2 separate regions of the Sus scrofa genome follow, and region 1 is linked to region 2. The links are chromatin contacts, called in public promoter capture Hi-C maps. All regions are on one chromosome and are shown on one strand. The core of a region is the stretch at or near the end of the contact, and the rest is flanking DNA. Distances in the headings are between cores, read along the strand shown. Region 1 holds the start of KIAA1549 (UPF0606 protein KIAA1549 homolog). Region 2 holds the start of FMC1 (protein FMC1 homolog).

What was found. Promoter capture Hi-C pulls out the DNA fragments that hold promoters and counts their contacts.
Region 1: a promoter capture Hi-C map of fetal liver shows a contact between it and region 2, with 3 times the contacts expected there. The contact joins the promoter of KIAA1549 here to the promoter of FMC1 in region 2. A contact is called at or near these places in 1 of 5 promoter capture datasets (fetal liver) and 1 of 2 datasets of contacts at active chromatin or transcription factors (skeletal muscle).

The regions. Positions count from the first base shown.
Region 1 is chr18:10,674,068-10,678,760 of Sscrofa11.1, forward strand. It overlaps KIAA1549 (UPF0606 protein KIAA1549 homolog), which reads left to right and starts at 2,778. Exons shown (of 20, transcript XM_021078582.1): 1 at 2,778-3,007. The coding sequence starts at 2,839.
Region 2 is chr18:10,347,930-10,352,483 of Sscrofa11.1, forward strand. FMC1 (protein FMC1 homolog) reads right to left here and starts at 2,443. Exons shown (of 2, transcript XM_005657736.3): 1 at 2,254-2,443. The coding sequence starts at 2,391. TRNAR-CCU (a tRNA gene) reads right to left here and starts at 3,091; the gene lies at 3,019-3,091.

The DNA.
Region 1 (4,693 bases), core at 1,528-4,027, 330 kb after region 2:
CTCATGGTTCCTAGTCGATTCGTTAACCACTGCGCCACGACGGGACTCCCGGGAGCCATTTTCTTAGGCACTCAGCCAGGATGCTCTAAATCCCATAGAGGGAAGACTCAGTTTTAAACCTTCGGAACTGGGAAACCAGGGGACCCTAGGGATCTCACTTTCCTTAGAGAGTTAGTGACTTATTTCTATTATCTCAAAGTCGCAATTTTTTTTCTTTTTTGATTTTTAGGGCCACTCCCAAGGCAAACGAAAGTTCCCAGGCTAGGGGTCGAACTGGAGCTACAGTTGCCAGCGACAGCCACAGCCACGCTGGATCTGAGCCACACCTGCAACTTATACCACAGCTCACGGCAACATCGGATACCCAACCCACTGAGCGAGACCAGGGATTGAACCCACATCCTCATGGATACTAGTCGGATTCTTTTCCTCTGTGCCACAATGGGAATTCCTTGCAATTTTTTTGTTGTTCTCTCGTCTTCTTAGGGCCGCACCCATGGCATATGGAGGTTGCCAGACTAGGGGTCGAATGGGAGCTGTAACTGCCGACCTACACCACAATGCCAGACCTGTAACCCACTGAGTGAGGCCAGGGATTGAAACCATGTCTCATGGATACTATTTGGGTTTGTTACCATTGAGCCATGACGGGAACTCCTTTGCAATTTTTAATACATACTGATGTCAAACCCTTCTTAATGGCTGGGGAAACATTTCATTTTTCTTGAACTGGCTGAGAATTGGGAGGCTCCTTTTTTCCAGCGTTGGTGGAAGCTTCCTGGAGGCTGAGGCCAGATCTGAAAGGTTGCACCTCTTCACTGGGCAGGTGGATTCTGTGGTTCAAATCTACAAATGCATAACGACGGTTGACTGGTGCCATGGGCAGTCCTAAGCAGGATGACACCATCTTCGAACTTCACGTTAATTTGGTTGGAGAGGCAAAGCATAAATACATAAAAAAGAAAATAACGTAACAGGACAAGGCAGTTGAAGAATCACCCCCAAGGCAGTGGTTTGTGGTCAAACGAGGTGAATTCAGAAAATGAAGATCTAGGGCCATAGTATCCAGGGACCAGGGACCAGACATGCCTGGACAGGCAGTGTCTCCACACCAGCACGCACCTGGAGATTATGAGTGAGCAGCCAAGTACACAAAGCTCTCTGTTTAGGAGGGGAGAAGATCAGCTGCTAAGGACAAGGACTGTTTATGATCCAGAGGCATTACAAAGTATAAAACAGATCAGGAAATCAACGAAAGTTATCTTTGGAGTTCCTGCTGTGGCTCAGTGGGTTAACGATCCAGCATTGCCACAGTTGTAGCTTGGATTTGATCTCTGGCCGGAGAACTTCCATAGCCCACAGGTGCTGCCAAAAAAAAAAAAAAAAAAAAAAAAAAGTCGTCCTTAACTTTTATTTTCAATTCTCTTCCTTGAAACTAACAGGTAGGTACTTACAGATGGTGCCTCAGCCTTATTTTGAGGAAGGGCTATCACTGATTCTCCCATCTTATCACCAGGCACGATGCCTAGTTGGGCTGGAGATGCAAGGCTGGGCCTAGCAGGGGAAGAGGACTGGAGAGCAACCCGATTGCTTTTGTCAATGTGGATGATTTACATTTTCCATTGTCCTCAGAGCTTCCTGGGCAATAAGATAATGCCCTCAATTCACGCCTTTTTGTACCCTGCCTGGTGCAAACGTTCCAACAGGATGCAAAGATCCAAAATTGCATCGACGTTCCAACGCCTCTAAACCATCGGGCGTCCTTGGAGTTAAATGCCTGGCACGTAGCTGGTAGGAGACAAATGTTAACTTTCTTCTTGGCTTTCCTCATCCCCCAACCCATCTCTACTCCCCAAATGCTAATCCTCAGACAGAAGCGGTGCTTTCCCTAAAAGGGCCTGGACGTGCGCGGTTCCCTCCAGCTCTGCTTCAATTCCATTCGGCAGACGCCTTCTGCAGGCCTACTACGTGCACGGGCTGCGGGTTTCCCAGGCCCAGAGCATCTTGTACGTTTCTTTCACAACAACCTGGACAGGAGGCGAGACCTCCAGACAGGCGGCAGGAGGGGGAGAGCTGTGCGCGCGCTTTTCGAGCCCCCTCGACCGCACATCGGGATCCTGGGAAGAGCGCCCGACCTTCCCTGCGCTTTGTCCCGGCAGCAGCCCCGCAGCTGTCCTACAAACGCAGGCGCCCCACGCACACCTGCTGCCCCGCACGGGCTCCAGCGAGAGGAGGAGCGAGAGGCCCGCCGCGCTCGCGCTGGCCCGGTTTTCCGGCTCCGACCCCTCCTCGCGGGCCTCCCTCCCTCCATCCTTCCCGGCGAACCCAGGGCGGGACGCGCGGGGCCCCCGGGGCGGCAGGACCCGGGGTTCGAGCGGCGCCGGCCGCCGGCCCGGCCCAAGCCTCTCGCGTCCCCCCGCGCCTCCTCCCGGGAGGAGGCGGATCCCGGGGGCGGACCGGTCCCCGGCCCCGCAGCCCCCGCGCCCCGCGCCCGCCGCCTGGCTGCCGGGCAGGCAGGCGCTCGGCCGGCCGGGAGGTGGTGCTCGCCTCCCCGCCCCCGGGCCCGCGCGTTGCCGGGCAGCGGCTTGGAGGCTCCGAAGGGGGCGGAGCGGCGAGGCCGGCGTGCGGCTGGCGGCCCCCGTCCGTCCGCGGTTCCGGCCCCCGGCCCGCCCCCGCCTCGCCGGCCTCCCTCCGCGCCGGTGCGCGGCGCCCCGTCCCAGCCGCCGCCGCCGCCGCCGCATCGGCCGTGCCTCCCGGGCCTGAGAGCGCCGAACCGTGAGGCCCGGCCGGGCGCCGGCCGGGCTGCTGGGGGCGCGGCGCCGACGCCGAGGCGCGGCCATGGAGGGGAAGACCCGCGCCGGGGTCGCGCTGGTCCCGGGGCCGAGCGGCCGCGGGCCTTCCGCCCGCCGCGCCCGCCGCCGCCGCCGTCGCCGCCGCCGCCGCCCGGGGCTGCTGCTCCCCGGCCTCTGGCTGCTGCTGCTGGCCGGGCCGGCCTCGTGCGCCCCAGGTAAGCCCCGCCGGGACCCTCCGGCGCGACCCTGCCTGCCTTTATTGCTGTTATTTTCAGAATCTAGCTTTCCCCTCCCATCCTCTTTTATTCTCCACCGCTCCCTCGCTCTCCTTTCTTGAGGTGGTTTTCCATTCTTGTGGGGCCCAGCAAATAAAGGCACGGAGGAAATAACACGAAAAAGGAAGCGAATTCTGGCCAATCTTGCCAAAGGTCTGCAAAGCTATTCTGTTATCCACGGAGCCCCAGGCGGGTCTGGTGGCTTCATTTCAGAATGTGCCTTTATTTTCTGTGCAAAACACAGGCACTGGAATTGTGCTTGTGCATGCCCATGTGAATGTGGTTACATCAAATTTTTGGAAATACTTTATTGTCGGGTCGAAGGGGTGCATTCGGTGTGTGTGCTTTAAAACAGTATTGCATTATTCTGGGCAGCCCAGTGTCCCCCAGATGCCGGCAGCTGGCCGTGTCCCCCAGTGCACCAGGACACAAAGAACATTTAAAGACTATCTCTTGGAAAGCGCCCTGGCCATGGATCTTTCCAGGGAAATAGCTCTTGCTATGACTTCTGCAAAGGCATTAGTACAATAGAGTGTGAAAATATTGTGATTCTTAAGTGTCAGGGCCTGAAAGGGATAAAGGTTGTTTTTGTAGTAGATGCAGTTTACTGGCTGTTCGTCAGCATGGAGTTAAGAGGCATGATTTATGAAGAAGCATGTGGGCGGGTTTTGTTGTTGAGGAAATGATTTAATTCACATTGCTTCTCTGAAATGTTTATTTGTCCACCCCGAGCATACACACAAGATGGTCTGGAAACCATCTCTGAGCTCACACGCTGCGAGCCCGTCATTGCCCCAGCACACACACACTTGGCCACTTTGGGGGCAGGAAAGGTGGGGTGAGTGGTGTGCAGAGCTGCCGCATGCTGAACAAAACCAGAAAGCCGTGGAAGCAACTCCAAATCCTCCCTCCTCACGGGAGCAGTGCCAGAGGACTGCCAAGTGGCTTTGGAAGGAAATGGAACACATTTGAAGGTGTCCCTTGGACCTCACTGTCGGAATTATAACCAGTGCCCCATAGAGGATGGGACAAAAAAGCACAGGGAGGGACTTCAGGGATCATAGAATGGAACTGCTCCTCTACCTAAGAAGGAAAGTGACCGGAGTTCCCGTGGTGGCTCAGTGGTTAACGGATCCGACTAGGAACCATGAGGTTGCGAGTTTGATCCCTGGCCTCACTCAGTGGGTTAAGGATCCGGCGTTGCCGTGAGCTGTGGCTAGGTCGAAGACGCGGCTCGGATCCCGAGTTGCTGTGGCTGTGGCTGTGGCTGTGGTGTAGGCTGACAGCTACAGCTCCAATTAGACCCTAGCCTGGGAATCTCCATATGCCACAGGAGCAGCCCTAGAAAAGGCAAAAAGACAAAAAAAAAAAAAAAAAAAAAAAAAAAAAAAAAAAAAAAAGAAGGAAAGCGACAGGGAGAAATGACTTGCCCAAGGTCATAGGCTAGTTGGTGCGGAGTCATCACTTTTCCATTCTCCTTACTGCTCTTGATCCGTGATATACACCTGAGGCTTCTTCAGAGGTTTCCCGGAGCTGGGCCGAGTCCTGCTGGGGGAGCCACGCCAGAGCTGGGGGGACAAAAATGAGTCTCTTTCAGGCAGTACACAGAGGGTGCAGGAGCCTGAC
Region 2 (4,554 bases), core at 1,193-3,692:
GAGTAGTGTTTCTGGAATGTTTAGCTAGCATGTATTTCACATATATGTCCAAGGAATTTCTGAGCAATTGTCAAGCCCCTCTCAAGGGCAATAATGCTACCTCCACAAGCTACACGTCATCTTAAAAATCTTAAGCGTCACCTCCCACTACATTTACAATAATTTTTTTTTTAATTTTTTGTCTTTTTAGGGCCATACCTGCAGCATATGGAGGTTCCCAGGCTAGGAATCAAATCAGAGCTGCAGCTGCCAGCCTACACCACAGCAACTTAGGAACACAGCCACATCTGTGACCTACACCACAGCTCACGGAAACGCCAGATCCTTAACCCACTGAGTAAGGCCAGGGATCGAACCCCTATCCTCATGGATACTAGTCAGCTTCGTTACCTCTGAGCCCCAACGGCAACTCCTACAATAAAGTTTACATTCCTACCTACCACAGACCTTATCTCCTCCACTACATCCAACAGGCCCTAAGCCTTAAGGGCTCTATCAGTTTCTCTTGCCTTTGGGCCTTCAGTTGTGCAGCTTCTTTACCTGGACTTCCTCCTCTCCGACCCCCACTTATTTGCTAACTCTATCCTTTAAGTCACCGCTTGATGAATTTCCTCCTGAAAGCGTACCCCGAGTATACCAAGACCACTGTTGTCTTTTTTTTTTTTCTTGTCTTTTCTATGGCCGCACCCGCGGCACATGCAGGTTCTTAGGCTTGGGTCAAGCTGGAGCTACAGCTGCCGGCCTACACCAGAGTCACAGCCATGCCAGATCTGAGCTGCTTTTTCGACCTACATCACAGGTCACCCCAACGCAGGATCCTTAACCCACTGAGCAAGGCCGGGGATCGAACCCGCAACCTCATGGTTCCTAGTCAGATTCGTTAACCACTGAGCTGCGATGACAACTCCAAAACCACTGTGGTCTACTTACTCCCTTGGCACCTGTTTATTCTAAGCGCTTGGGCACATGATGGGTTGTACGACAGAACCCATGTGAATCTTATTTGTCATTTTAGGCTAACTTCCTAGAAGCCCCTAATATTGTGGCCTTTTAAAAACTAGTTGAACTTTAGTTCTAAAATTTTGCATTCTTGGACCTCCTGTGTGGCTCACATAACATTTTACATTCTAACTTCCATGGCTCAGAAAAATCAAAAGCACAAGGGTTCTCCGACATCACCCAAAGGACTCTAAGTTTCCTTCCTTCAGGTGAGAGCCGACTCAGCTGACAAGAGCCAAGATCAAGTAAGCAATTAAATGGAAGACTCTTATTTGTGAACCAAGTTACCTAGACTCTAGTAGTTCCTACACATGTGCTTGTACAGGTCAACTGTCCCTGAGCCTCAGTTGCCCCATTTGAGAAAAATGATCTGCCGTCTGATCTTGCTTAAGGGGTAGGTGTGGGTTGGGCAGATTTCTCAAGGGATTTTCCAAGATGGCCTCCCATAAGTTCCTATTTACCTCCGACACGTGGAAAATCGGCACCTGGCCATAAATCGTGTTAATGTTGTAAGTCACAGTACCACCTCAGTAGAGGTTTCTAGTTGACCTTTTTTTGCCGGGGGGGGTGGTGGTGGTGGTGGTGGTGGTGGTGGTGGTGGTGGTGTCTTTTTTGTCTTTTTAGGACCACACCTGTGCCACAGGGAAGTTCCCAGGCCAGGGGTCTAATCCGAGCTGCAGCTGCTGCCCTACACCACAGCCACAAAGCTGGATCCAAGCCACGTCTGCACATACACCACAGCTCATGGCCATGCAGGATCTTTAACCCACTGACCGAGGCCAGGGATTGAACCCACATCCTCATGGATACCAGTCCGGTTGCTACCGCTGAGCCACGATGGGAACTCCCTACTCTTCGAGAAGCTCTGCACCAAAAACTGCCTCTCAGAATAGCTCTCCTAGGGGAAGAGAAGGGTTGGATAGATCCTGTGGTTAGTGACCCTACACTGCCCACCAAAAATATCTTTTGTCCCTCTTTCCACCACTTCAGTTTCTTCTCACTGTCCCCTCCGCACATGCCAATAAAATCCTCAGGGGGCGATTCCACCCTAGGAAGATCTTGCTCTCCCTGGACCCTGGGTTGGCTCTCAGACTTAGGCTGCAGACCAAGGCCGAGGGGCTGGAGCTTTCTGCAGGGAAGCAGGGCCTCAGAAATGAGCGCTCAAGCCCGGAGCGCTGCACTTCCGCCCAGACCGACTCTCCCTCCCTTCCCAGGAAAGCGGAGGCTGGAGCACCCGGACACTGGCTTCCGTACCCGATGTGCACGGAAAGCTTTCACGAGGTACCGATAGGCCGCGGTGTCACGATAGTGTCGGCCCGTGGCCGCGTTCAAGTAGCGCAGCTCCCGTAGAAGGCCTCGCCAAGTGCGCACGGGTGAGCCTAAGGCCGCCATTTTCCTGTCCTCGGAGACCGGGGCGGGGCGGCGCCCTGAGGCCCCTCTTACGCCTGCTCCCCACCCCCCGCCCTGCCGATTAGTGGTACGGTCGCAACAGACTGCTGGCTCCCCCTATTCATTGCAGGGCAGTGGAATGTCTCACTTCCCTTCTTTGAGGAGCATTATTAATCGAACGTCGAGCGACACCTTAAGGAATTAAGAGAAAAGCAAACGAAAGCCGAGTGTAACTGAATACCCTGGAGAAAGGTCAGGCGAGGGAAAAGGAGGTCCTTTCTTGACTGCGTCACTTCAGACGCCATTAACTGACCGGCCGCTGAGTCTGGAGAAAATGAGGGAATGTCGGAAGTGGGTGTCGATTTGAAATAGAAAGCTGAGAAGATATATCTGTTTTTTTGTTTCTAGAGGGAATATCAAAACTCAGCATATTGACTTCCTAGAGATCTTAACAGGACTGCGGCTCAGACAAGGAAACGGGAGTATGTTGATTCTCGCAAACTAGCCCCACACCTAGAAGAAAATCGTAGACACTTTTCTCATCGTTAAAAAGTTAGCATGTGTCACTAAAGTTATGTGTAAGGGGGAAGAGGCAAAAGTTTCACTGAGAAGTTCACCTAAAATTTCAACCACCCCAGATGGGACTCGAACCCACAATCCCTGGCTTAGGAGGCCAATGCCTTATCCATTAGGCCACTGGGGCTGCTGCGAAAGACGTGCTCAAACAACGTATTCAATTTTTTTCCTGCTTTGTACGTCATCGTCACTTAGGTCTTTTTTTTGACCTATCCTAGGAGATCACACTTAGCACCAATATAAAGGGCGAGGCATGCTGGGAGTTGTAGTTCAGAGAACCAAATTCGCGTTACAGCTCCAAAGGCTTTACCCTCGAAATAGCACCGATGCGCCGGACGGAGAACGGGCACGCGCACAGTTTTGCGTATGCGTTTGCCTGCGCGACAGCCCCCGCGCCTGCGCAAAAGGGCACGTACGACAACGCTGAGCCGAAGGCGCTGGAAACGCTTGGGGAATCTGGGAGATTGGCCCTCCGAGCTTCTGCTCCTTTGCGTTTTTTACAGGAAACAGCCGGCCCCTTCCGGTATTGCGGCTTTCCTACCTGCTAGCTCGGCCCCAGCCTGCCGCTAGGTGGCGTTGGTAGCGGTCATTTTCTGTTTCCGGTTGAAACAGGCCATTTCCGCAGAGCCAGGAGTCAGGCAGAAATGGTTACATGGCCTTCTGTGTTGGCGGGCCAGTGGTAAACATGGGGCGGCAGGAAGTAGTTCAATTCATTAGGAATTAGTTAATTCGAAATAATTAGGAGTTAATTTTCTGGTTCTGTTCATTACTGAATAACTTGGACAAGTCACTTCTGAGTTTCACGACCTTACCCTTTGCTTAACATGTCTCAGTGGCTCCGCATTGCCCCTAAGATAAATTTCAGACCACTGGACCCTGCCTAAATTGACCCTCGTCTTTATCTTAACGTTTATGTCTCGCTGTTCATCCTCTGCCCCGTATCTGAACTTCTCTCGTTGTTTTTCCATATTTATGTTATTCTCTTTGTGCGAATCTTAACCATTTGCATTAATTCTATTTACCTTTTGGGCCTCGAGCTTCCTCGGGAAGTCTAGGTCAGACATTTCCTCAGGCCTTTATGGTCAGTATGGCAAGATTAAAATGATTCGCCTCCTCTGCGCTCATCTACATTTTCTAGATTCCCTATGTGATCTTAAACTTTTACAAGCTGCTACTTGTGTCTCAGCCTCATGTTCCACAGCTGCTCAATCTCAGAAATTCCCACTCTTAACAGGTCACTCTTGCTAGGTCCGTGTCAGAGTCCACTTGTTCTAGCTGGGGCCAATTTTGATCACTTTTTCATACTTCGACTGAAATCCAGAATCAACACAAGAGTAAACCAGTGCGACTTAATGTGAATGACTCTCTCCCAGTCACACTCATACTATTCATTTCATTCTAATCACAAGTCTCTGATTTTCAAAAAGCAAATAGGCAGGATGGGGTTAGGAAGAATGCTATCAGTTATTCTTTCCTCAATAGGAATTTGTTGAACTAACTTTCCAAGAGATGGCAAATTTGGCGTTCCCTTGTGGTGCAGTGGGTTAAGGATCCTGTGTTGTCATGGCAGCAGTTTGGGTAGCGCTGTGG